2 separate regions of the Mus musculus genome follow, and region 1 is linked to region 2. The links are chromatin contacts, called in public Micro-C maps. All regions are on one chromosome and are shown on one strand. Each heading gives the region's core, a stretch centred on a gene start, on an enhancer-like site or on the middle of the called end of the contact. The rest is flanking DNA. Distances are from core to core; before and after follow the strand shown. Region 1 overlaps Cpne5 (copine V). Region 2 holds the start of Mapk13 (mitogen-activated protein kinase 13).

The links. Hi-C and Micro-C count contacts between places; a contact is called where the count stands out from the background.
Region 1: a Micro-C map of embryonic stem cells shows a contact between it and region 2, with 1.7 times the contacts expected there. The contact joins the enhancer-like site here to the promoter of Mapk13 in region 2. A contact is called at or near these places in 1 of 15 datasets of contacts at CTCF or cohesin (embryonic stem cells) and 4 of 484 Hi-C or Micro-C datasets (the N1E-115 cell line, cerebellum and embryonic stem cells).

The regions. Positions count from the first base shown.
Region 1 is chr17:29,168,042-29,173,320 of GRCm38.p6, reverse strand. It overlaps Cpne5 (copine V), which reads left to right. Exons shown (of 21, transcript NM_153166.2): 13 at 3,863-3,916. Among named protein-coding and RNA genes, the nearest start is that of Rab44, 56 kb to the right of the region's middle. Within about 2 kb of position 1,985, at least 104 of the 459 cell types and tissues checked have an H3K27ac peak or open chromatin away from gene starts, as enhancers often do. A contact at or near this core is called in embryonic stem cells, where this site is marked.
Region 2 is chr17:28,767,042-28,773,081 of GRCm38.p6, reverse strand. Mapk13 (mitogen-activated protein kinase 13) reads right to left here and starts at 3,765. Exons shown (of 12, transcript NM_011950.2): 1 at 3,554-3,765; 2 at 2,942-3,071; 3 at 1,866-1,924. The coding sequence starts at 3,672.

The sequences.
Region 1 (5,279 bases), core at 736-3,235, 400 kb before region 2:
GATGCTCCAGGGGTGGGGTCTCTCCTCATGGGGGTGCTGGGTCAGCAAGGACCCAGGAGCTCTGAGAGGGGTTGGGGCCAGGGATTTCCGGATTGTCTCACAAGGTGGGTTTCATGTTTCCATTTCACAGATCTCCCCACACACCTCATACACCACACACCCAACCATACACCATACCCCCACACAAACACACAGCGCTAAGTCATCTGACTTCCAAGTTCTTGAGTTCCACCCCTTGCAGAACACTTCTGATAGGTCCTTAAGAAAGTCCTGGGTGCGGGCTGGCGAGATGGCTCAGCGGGTAAGAGCACTGACTGCTCTTCTGAAGGTCCTGAGTTCAAATCCCAGCCCCCACAGGGTGGCTCACAACCATCCGTAATGAGATCTGACGCCCACTTCTGGTGTATAATAATGTATAATAATAAATAAATCTTTGGGCCAGAGAAAGCAGGAACTGAACCAGCAGGCCTGACTGGAGCAAGAGGGGTTGACTTGGAGCGAGCAGAGGTCCTAAAATTCAATTCCCAACAACCACATGAAGGCTCACAACCATCTGTACAGCTCTGTATAGCTACAGTGTACTCACATACATAAAAATAAATAAATAAATTTTTATAAAAGTAATTTAATAGCCACTCCCCTCCCCCACACACACACCACCATTCCCCGGCCCTACACACACACCTCCAACACACACCACAGGAAGAGCACCAGGAAGGAAGGGAAAGATGTCTAACAAGCCAAGACCTGAGGTCCCAACTCCAGAGTGGCCCCACGTCTTCAGACAAAGCTTGTGGTCCTCTGGAGGAGTAGCCAGTGCTCTTAACCACTGAACTATCTTTCCGACCTTCATAGTGGTTTTGGGGAAGGAGTCCCCTAGCCCAGGCAAGGCAGACTGTACCTTTCTTTGGGAAGTGGGTGGAGCAGTTATCTCTCTTGGGGTTTGGCTTCCAGTGGCTGTGAAGTCTTGGGTGAAATGGAAATCGGAAGCTGCACAGATGGGGCGGCCGGTTTCCTTCCGTTTCCTCAGACAGCCTCTTTGCAATCAACAAGATACGAGCTGCCTGAGCCAGGGGAAAACCACCTCCGTTTCTGGCGCCCCGCCCCCACCCCCGGGGGGGCAGCTTTGGACCCAAGGGGTGTCACCAGGAGGCCAAGTGGGCCCAGGAAGCCCTTGCTAGAGTCAGGAGTGTGAAAAAGGTCCTCACCAGTCAACACCCCACCTCCAACCCTGAAGCCACCCTGGCGGGACACACTTTTAAAGCAGCTGTTCCTGGGACCCAGCCTCTGCTAAAGAATCACTCAGACGCTGAGCCTCTTCAAGTCCTACTGTCCTTCTGACAGCCCCAGACAAGCCTCCAGTCTCCAACCCCTCCAGTGATCCCCAACAGCACACCCCCCCCCCACCTCCTGAGCTCCCACCATCCTCTGCAGGGTGTGGGGCTTTGCAATAGGATTCTAGTCTCTTCTAACCTCCACAGTGACCAGAATGCTCTGGGTGTGGCTCCGTGTTGCCTTGAAATGAACTTCACCCCACACCCCCACTCTCTAATGTTAAGGCAGATCTCCACTTAAGCTGGCACTGAGTATTAACCTGACCCCATTGTCACCACACCTGAGCCCCACGGGCCTACAGAGGGGAGTGTGCTCCTTCTGTGAAGAGAGGCACGGCTCATGTCTGTCTGGGCCCCGAGCACTGAAGCTGCTGCCTCCCCAAGGACTCTACTGAGTCAATATGGTCCCACTTCTGATCAATATGGTCCCCAGAGGCTTTCTCAAATGTCCCCTCAAGGAAGTCATCACCTTTGCAAGTCTCTACAGGCACACTCTTCTTCCCGAGGTTGTGCCTGGGGCCTTTCCATGACCATGAGACCCTCAGAGGTGGGCCGGTTCATTCTGCATTCCCAGCAGCCTGGTGCACAGGAAACCAGATTTCAGACATGGGGAAAGGTAGCCGCCTAGTGGAGCGGGCCAGTTCCTTGTAGCGTCCCTAGGGGGTGCTGTGGCCCTGTGTGAAGCCTGACAGTCACTTGTAGCTAGAGAGGCTAGGATGAGGGAGGTTCTAGGAAATCCCAGGAGAGCTCAGAGCAGACAGGGTGCTAACTCACTGTCCACTTCGCTCAGATCTGACGCCAACGGTTGCTTTAACATAAAAAAAAAAAAAAAAGAGTAGGTTCAGAGAGCGGAAGTGTGACTGACTACACGTTAATTTAAAGATAATGCCAAAGGCTTCAAAGAAATGTGTCAGGCACGGTTGTGTGTATCTGTGGTCCCCACCACTCAGAAAGCAGAAGCAGGGGAATGTGACCTCAAGGCCAGCCTAGACTACACGGTGAGACCCCTGTCTCAACAATAGAAAGCAAACCAAAATGAGTCTAAGAGGTACTATAAAGAAATCTACACCCCTAAACCGTGTTCTGCTCGCTCCACTCTGCTGCAGGGAACCGTGAAGCAGGGGTCGGAGGTACATTTTGTTCCAAACCCCGAATAAGCTCAGCTGGGTAAACATTAATGTTGAGTCTGCAACTCTGCCCTTCTGCCTGGCAGCCAGGTGGTATTAGAGAAGGCTGCCCCATGGCTAGAGAGGCACTTCTAGGATGTTCAGCATCTCAGACCCAGCCTCAGTCCCCACCTGAGCATGATGCCAGCCCTCCCATTTGAACTTGTCACTCATCCATCACGGGTGACAGCTCTGTACGTATGCACCGCTGGCCTGGAGACAGGTTTCTCTTCCTGTGTCTACCCAGATGGCTGTGTGACTTAAGCAAATCGCCTGGCATCTCTGTGTCCTGGTTCCCTTCGTCTCTGAAGTGGGCATCAATCCTTGTTAGACCGAAGAAACTGCAGTTAAAGACATAGGGAGGGAAGACAGGAAGCTGGTGGCGCACGCCTTTAATCCTAGCACTTGAGAGGCAGAGGCAGATGGTGGATCTCCGAGTTCAAGGCCAGCCTGGTCTACAGAGCAAGTTCCAGGCCAGCCAGAGCTATGTAGGGAATGCCGTCTTGAAAAAACAACAAATAAAAAGACATAGGAAAGATCCCCAAGAGAGGCACGTGGGATATGCCATGTGGGAGAGGGGATAAGAGTTTGAGAACAGCCTGGCTCTGTTGATTGCACACCAGAGAAAGCCCAGATCTCTCGTGTTGAGCCTGGGAACAGAGAGCTCCGTGCAGCATGGCTCACCAGGACAAGGTGGCCCTCCTCCCAGCCCCAGGGCTTCTCCAACACCAGTAACCACAACTACAGCTGGGTCACTGCTCTGAGGCAGCGTCTTGACCTCCCACCCGCTCCCCGAGTGGTGACAACCACCTACAGACTTTACTAGATGTCAGGGGTGAAGGGTGTCACCCACTGTTGTCACTAGTGGGGGGACAGAGACATCCTGAGTCTTTACAGAGCCTACTGTGCGGAGCCTTGTCATGGGACGAGCAGGTTTGGTTTGGAAGCTTCCTACTGTGGGTCAGGGTGGCCCAGAGCCAGGCTCATAGGCTCAGGGCACCCCTGAGTGGGAGCCCCAAGGAGAATGGGGAAGGCAGGACTGCAAATGTGTAGGGGGTAAAAGAGCGGCCCAGCCAGCACAGGCAGGCGTGGGCAGAGTTGTCTTGCAACACCTGGTTGCTCTGGCAGGTTTAAGGGTATTGGGAGACAAAGCTAAAGAAACTGTCTCAGTGTGATGGATACTGGGACTCAGGGTTAATGAGGATGCCCAAGTGCCAGCATCTCACAAAGCCTGGCAAAGCCCTTCCCAAGCTGCGGTCACACCCGTACCCTGCTGGGCTGATGCCCAAGCCACACCCAGGTCTGCTGGGAGCCCCGAAACTGTCCCGACTGCTTTCAAACAGTGGTTACTTTTCCCTACAGGTGATAAATCCAAAAAAGAAAATGAAGAAAAAGAAATACGTGAATTCTGGCACGGTGAGTAGCGCCCCCTGTCGCAATGGAGGGGCATTGCCCTGAGCCAAAAGCCAGGCTGAAGGGCAGGGGTCCCATCTAGGTGAGTGGGTAGCAGAGAACCATCAGCCTCAGGGAATCTCTGCAGGAAGGAAAAGCGGGTGTGCATGTGGGGAATCCCCAGGAACTGGGCACTGTGAGAGGCCACACTGGCATCCACTATCATGGAGAGGAGCAGGGAAGTGACTCAGTCAAGGTTAGACAGCGAAGAGTCATGCAGGAGTCAACTCCACCTTTCATCCTGCGTGGGCAGCAGCAGGCACTGCCGCTGAGTAACTGTTACCACCAGAGACCACTTTGGTCCTTGATTTGTGAGGGCTGGTGGGCTGGACATTCTAACATTCAGCAAATATGTGCTGGGCTCTCAGCAGAACCATACGGGCAAATGACACAGGCAGGAAACGGAAGACCCAGGTCCCTGGTGCTTATAACAGGGGAGGCAGAGGGTTCTTTAGTACCTGCACACACATCAGTGAAATGATTTCAAGAGCTGTGGGGGAAGGTGAAACAGAATGGATCAGATATTGAGAATACATAATAAATATAGAATACAGAATAAATACAGAATAAAGGGACCCAGCCCTCAAAAACAGCATATGCAAAGGCCCTGGGGGCAGCTGTAGATGTGGTTACTGGTGTTGGAGAAGCCCTGGGGCCGGGAGGAGGGCCACCTTGTTCTGGTGAGCCATGCTGCATGACCACACTGCACGGAGCTCTCTGTTCCCATGTTCAACATGAGAGATCTGGGCTTTCTCTGTTGTCTATTCTAGAATGGGTCCGTATATTTGCTATGCAAATGTACCTGGGTTTGTGCCCTCTTTCCCTCCTCTGACCCTTATTCCTGAGAGAGATGTCTCTGTCAGGTAATGTAGTCACTAGGCTCAGAAGAGTTCTCTCCCCGAATCCCATCCTCCTTGGAGCAACCCCACATGTAAAATGGAGCCAGCACTGGGGGTGGTGACAGACCTATGGAAGGTAGGCCTCTGATTGTCCCATACTCCGCTCATGTGTGGGAGAAATGAACCAAGACTCTCCTGTGTACCGCTCCTTCCAATCAAGACTCTTCTGTGTGGGGCTTCTTCACACTCGGGGACTTGGATGCGCTGATGTCCCTGACTGCAGTGTCCCCCAGGTAGAAACAGCATTTGTTTGGGCAGTGCCCTGTGCTCACAGGCCTTCCCCATTCACAATAGAAGCACGCCCAGTCTTTGCCATTAGACCTGGGTAATTCCCCCCCCCCCACCCCAAACACACATCCTAAGTGCCCCAGAGGAGGCAGGACCTCCCCAGAATGGCAGTTCTTTAGATGTGCAACCAAAATGAAAAA
Region 2 (6,040 bases), core at 2,516-5,015:
TTTCCTAGAGAACCCAAGTTCAATTCCCAGCACCCCCATCAGGCAACTCACAACTGTCTTTGATTTCAGGGGCTCCTTCAAGCATGTGCACATACCAACACACACACATATATGTATACATATATGTGTATGTATATGTATATTTATATATGTGTATATGTATATATGTGTGAGAGTGTGTGCATGTATATGTACATGTATGTGTACATGTGTGTATGTGTAATATACAATATATACAGTTTATCTCACTTTCTCCACCACCTAAATACACTGCCTCTCATAACCTAGTCATGGTACCTGTGTCTGTCCTAATATGTTGGGCTCAAGGTCACAGTCACCACGTCAAGAACAGTGACTCCTCCTGTGTGTCCTTCTGTTGACTCCCAGGTGCCTGCCAGCCCTCCTCTCTCTCCAGTTCTCACCTGCTCACCCTTCCTGCCTTCTCACAGATGTGCCCTCTGGACCAACATCCTTGTATCTTGTCTTACCATGTTTAGTCCCCAGCGTTTAGCCATCACCCATGGAGAGGATGCTAGCCTGGTCTACATCCATGTTCCCCCCTCCTGTGATTTCACAGGCTCTGGAAGAGTCAAGGACCCAAGGTCAAGTTCATTATCTCTTCCTTGAGGTCTCTTCTTCCTACTTATATTCCAGGCAGGGATTGGGACTCCTAGTCACCTGTCCCAACCTCCCTCAGCCACCATGTCCAAACAGATGACATAGCTCTGTCAGCTTGGCTTGAGTGGGCCTCAGGTCTGCCCTGGGGACCCCACACTGTAACTCAGATCAAGGTGTGTGTGTGTGGGGGGGGGCTCTCAGCACTTGTTTCTTCCCAGGGGCTTCTTGCTCTTTTCTCAGAACTGCTGGCCATGCCCTCCAAATCTGACAGACAGTATCAGCACTCTGCTTAAGATTTCCACTCTTGTTGGGCAGTGGTGGCACATGCCTTTAATCCCAGCTCTTGGGAGGCAGAGGCAGTCGGATTTCTGAGTTTGAGGCCAGCCTGGTCTACAGAGTGAGTTCCAGGACAGCCAGGGCTACAAAGAGAAACCCTGTCTGGAAAAAAACAAAACAAAACACCTTCCACTCTTAGTGGGCTGGGGACATAGCTAGGCTGGTAGAGCTCTTGCCAAGCACGCACAAAACCCCGAGATTGATTCTCAGCACCAGTGCCTGGAATCCGAGCTCTTGAGAATCAGAGGCAGGAGGATCAGAAGTTCAAGGGCAATCCTTGTCTACATAGGTAGTTGGGGGCCAGACTGGGCTACAGGAGAGGTCCAATTTAAACACATAAACACACAAGGTACCAAAACACTCCCGCAGCCTCTGTAGCATTGACTAGGATGTGAAGCCTGGCAGAAGCTGCCACTAACACCTGGAATTCTCAGGAACATCCAAACACCCATCCTTGCCCAGGCACCTGCCAGCAAAACCGGACACTTTGACACTTTGTAACAGCCAAACCCCATCAGCCAGATTGTCCGGGCTATCTGATCCTCACTTCCTTCTAGGGGAAAAAAAAACCCTCTAGGTATCATGAAGTCCAAAGTCACACCTGGCCACCAGGAATGGGTGAGGAGAGTCAGTACACACCCTGTGAGGGCCAGCAGCTCTTCTTGGTGCCAGGGTCTGATAACAAGGGTAGGAGCTGTGTAGACAGCTCTGGGGGGGGGGGGCAGGTACCCTACAGCCCTTCCACCCACAGCCAAGGGACCTCTCCAGGGAAGATCTCAATGTAAAAGCAGAGGCACAAGAACTGCTAGGTGGGGGGGGACGGACCCCTTTCTGCGCGGAAGCTACCCTGCCCCAAAGTATTCCCGAGCCAGCCTTAAGATCTGCCAACACCCCAATCCAGCCCGACTCACAAATCATGGAAGCTCCGAAGGGAAGACGCAGGGGTGAAGACATCCAGAAGCCCAATGACCTGGAGAGAGGCCACCAGTGAGGGTGCGCTGCCAACGCCATTCTTCCCTGTCCTGAGGGTCTCAGCCACCCAGGGCCACCATCCAGGTCACCCTCTGCTACGGAAGGTGGCCCCAGCTGGCATGGGAACAGTTTGGGGGCCCAGGCAGAAGAGGACATTTGCCTGGGCTGGAGAGATGGCTGAGAACAAGGTAAGTTTGATCCCAAATTTGGGGTTTGGGGTGAACAGTCCCACTTGTAACTAACAAATCTTGAGGGTCAAGGGGGGAAGAGGAGAGAAGGATGAGAACTCCAGGTCCTTGGGACTCTGGACCTCAGCTCTAGCCTTGGACCCCGGGTCTCTAGCCACATCTGTCAGTCTGTCCAGAGCTAGAGGCAAGTCCCCTCCACCTCGAAGCTGGAGGCCACTGAGGAAAGGTTATCTGAAAGGATTAGGGTTCACGATGTACAAGGCTCTATTTGAAATGGACCCTAGCCCTTCTGCCTGGCCCAGAGCTGGGTCACGGGGTCTGTTTCCATCAGACAGGATGGTCAAATGGTCAGGCACCAGGCTCTGCCTCCCGCCCCTTCCAACCTCAGCTCTGCCGCTGCAGAACCGGGGAAACCTTTCTGTGCCTTGGCATGTGTTACGGAGAGGATTATAAAAGTTAGCCAGCCCCCACCCCCGCATGCATTAAATACTCAGTATTTATTGTTAGACTTAGAGTGGCCAGAATGGAGGCAGCTTTAGCTCAAGTGCCCAGGCTCATCGGACTGGAGTCCTCACAGAACCAATCGCGAAGCTCCCCTGTGCCTACTTCCTCCTCACAATCAAGAAAAGGTTGTGTGTTTTCTGGGAAGCGAGCTGGGCAGGCCCTGGCATCTTCTCATTGGGCTCTCCTTAGAGAGCTGAGAAACCAGGGTGGAGCAGAGGAAGTTCTTTCTCCTGGCCCTGCGCGCACGACCCTGGGCAGGCCCCTCCTGGGCCCCTCTCCCTGCCCTCCGATCCCCGGCACATCCACACCCCGAGGCAGCCTACGTTCTCATGGTGCATGTGCTTCAAGAGCAGAAGCTCGCGGTAAGCGCGCTTGGCAAAGATCTCCGACTGGAAGGGCCGGCTCAGCTTCTTGATGGCCACCTTCTCCCCTGTCCGCTTGTCGATGGCCGAGCTGCGGGGTCACAGGCAGGTGAGGGGGAGGGGCGGCGCAAAGGGCCTAAACTGGAGATCCCTCCAGCCCTGTCCTAGGCCACCCCCATTCTGTGCTCCCCAGGCTGGCCGGAGACCAGCAGAAAGAGAGAGAGAGAGAGAGAGAGAGAGAGAGAGAGAGAGAGAGAGAGTGTGTGTGAGTAGGGGGCGACGCCAAGGAAGGGGCGGCAGAGCAAGGAGAGAAGCAGTTCTTGCTGACAGGATGCAGAGCAGGCCAGGAGTCCCTGCTCTGCGATTTGGCAAGTTCCCCTCTTGGGGCCTCATCTGCAACCGCAGGGATCTGTCCCACGAACTCCGAGATCCCTTTTAAAAAGTTACAGCCTTGGAGAACCAGATTCGCCAGCGACTCAACCCACAGGGGCCCCACTGCCACCGGGCTCACTCGGGGAGGCTGCCGAGGGGTGGCCCGTGGCTCCTCTGATTCCTGGGGTCCCCGGGTCTCACCACACCGCTCCATAGGCCCCGCTGCCGACGTGCGCGGGCGCCAGGTAGGTCTTGGGTAGCTCCCAGGCAGTCTTGTTGATGTCCTGCTTGTAGAAGCCCCTTTTCCGAGTGAGGCTCATCCCGGACCCCGTGGTGGCGGTCCTGCGAGGAGGTTGCGGTGGCTGCCCGCGGGCTCCCGGCCCGGGTGTCCCGCCGCGGTCCCCTCCCGCCCCGCGCCCGCTCCTCCCCCGTGGGGCGGCGCACCTGCCGCCTCGCCCAGGTACGTTCCCGCCCCGGCCCGCCCACCGCTCGCCCGCGCTCCGGACTCCGCCCATCACCGGCGAACGCCCCAGGCCCCACCAGCCACCTGCTGCAGGTGCTGAGGGAGGAGGGGGGTGCCCTGCGGGAAAGGGGTGCCTGCGAGGCTGCCTAGAGACTGTAGGAAGAGTTGGGAATGGGGTTAGGGCGCGGGGGGGGGGGCGCTCAACTTGTTGCTAGTTGGGCTAGTTTAAGAAATATACCCTTCACATGTAAGGCGTGGTGGCTCAGGTCTGTACTCAACACAGGAGATAGAGGCAGAGACAGGAGAATTGCTACGATTTTGAGTCCAGTTCAGTACATAGTTCAATGCCAGACTAGGTGAGACCCTGAGGAAGAAGGGAGAGGAGAGACTAGAGAGGAGAGATACAGAGAATGAACAGAGAAGGAAGAGAGGGATAGAAGAAAGGAGGGAGAGATAGAGAGGGTGGGAAGAGAGGGAAGGGGAGAAGAAGGGAGGAAGGGAGGGAGGAAGGAAGGATAGAGAAATAACGTCATTCTTGACTACGCAGTAAACTGGAGACCAGCATAGGTTACATAGTGAGACCCCACAGAAAGATGGAGAGGTTGTTCAGCAGGTTAGAGACTGCACCGCTCTTGAGGATGACCTGAGTTTGGCTTCCAGCACCCAGGTCATCATGCACATAGTTAAACAAAACAAATAAGCAAATAAATAAACAAAAATAGGCATCGTGGTGCACACGCCTTTAATCCCAGCACTTGGAAGGCAGAGGCAGGTGGATTTCTGAGTTTGAGGCCAGCCTGGTCTACAGAGTTCCAGGACAGCCAAGGCTACACAGAGAAACTCTGTCTCAACACCCCTCCTCCCAGAAAACCCTCCGGAGATCCCCAAACAACAACAACAACACAAGAACCCTACAATTCATGGGGTTCTACATGAGCTCCTGTGACCCCAGGACTCTTGTCTTTTCAGTAAGCAGGACTCTCAGATCCTAAGGCTCAGCGACTGACCAGGGCTCAGACTCTATTCCTCTTCCCCATTTTTCTGAAACAAACTCCAGGCATCCAATCCTTCTTCTCATGAGAGATTTGCTGTCTTACACCCAGAGTCGACGGCTGCTAATTCTACAGTCCCCAGAGTTCACAAAGATTTAAACATCCACCGGAGTTTGTTTGATACTGGTGGTGATGGTTTTGTTTTGTTTTTAGCTTTTTAAGATTAATTTATTTTATGTATATGAGTACACTGTAGCTGTCTTCAGACACACCAGAAGAGGGCATTGGATCCCATTACAGTGGTTGCTGGGAATTGAACTCAGGGCTTCTGGAAGAGCAGATAGTTCTCTTAACCGCTGAGCCATCTCTCCAGCCCGGTGGTGATGTTTTTATTGTTGTTGTTGTTGTTTTCTCGAGCAGGGTTTCTCTGTGTAGCCCTGGCTGTCCTGGAACTCACTTTGTAGACCAGGCTGGCCTCGAACTCAGAAATCCACCTGCCTCTGCTTCTCGAGTGCTGGGATTAAAGGTGTGTGCCACCAAGCCTGGCTGGTGATGGTTTTTTTTTTTTTTTTTTTTTTTTTTTTTTTTTTTTTTTTTTTTTCCATTTTTTATTAGGTATTTAGCTCATTTACATTTCCAATGCTATACCAAAAGTCCCCCTTACCCACCCACCCCCACTCCCCTACCCACCCACTCCCTGGTGATGGTTTTTAAGACAGTATCTCACTATGTACCTTAGCTGGCCTGGGACTTTCTATGTAGACTGGGCTGGTCTTTTACTCATAGATATTGCCCTGATTCTGCCTCCAGAGTAAATGTCTAATTCTGAGTATAGATCTTTGCTTGATTTCTAAGGCCACGTGAATGGCGTTGTCTTGGGTGGTCCCAGGGAGACTTTGTTCTCAATTTCAGTCATGCATGCCCTGGAACATGTCCCACCCTCTCTGGCTTCTCTGTGAAAGGGAAGGGAGCCAGCTTGCTTCATTGGTCAGAGGACAGAGGCTCACAAGAGAGCCATGTGCTAGCTGGGAGACCCATCAAGCTGTCTGCAGACCCCAAACGCAGCCACACGGTCTGCGACCACTGGGGAGAACAACCCCACAGACATGTTCTGGGCGGGGCATCTGTGTGTTACTCATCTTAAGAACATATCAAAGAATGTCTAAGAATGACCGAGTCAGCCCATTGGGTATGAAAAATTATCTAATAAACATACGTGCTTGCCATGTGCCA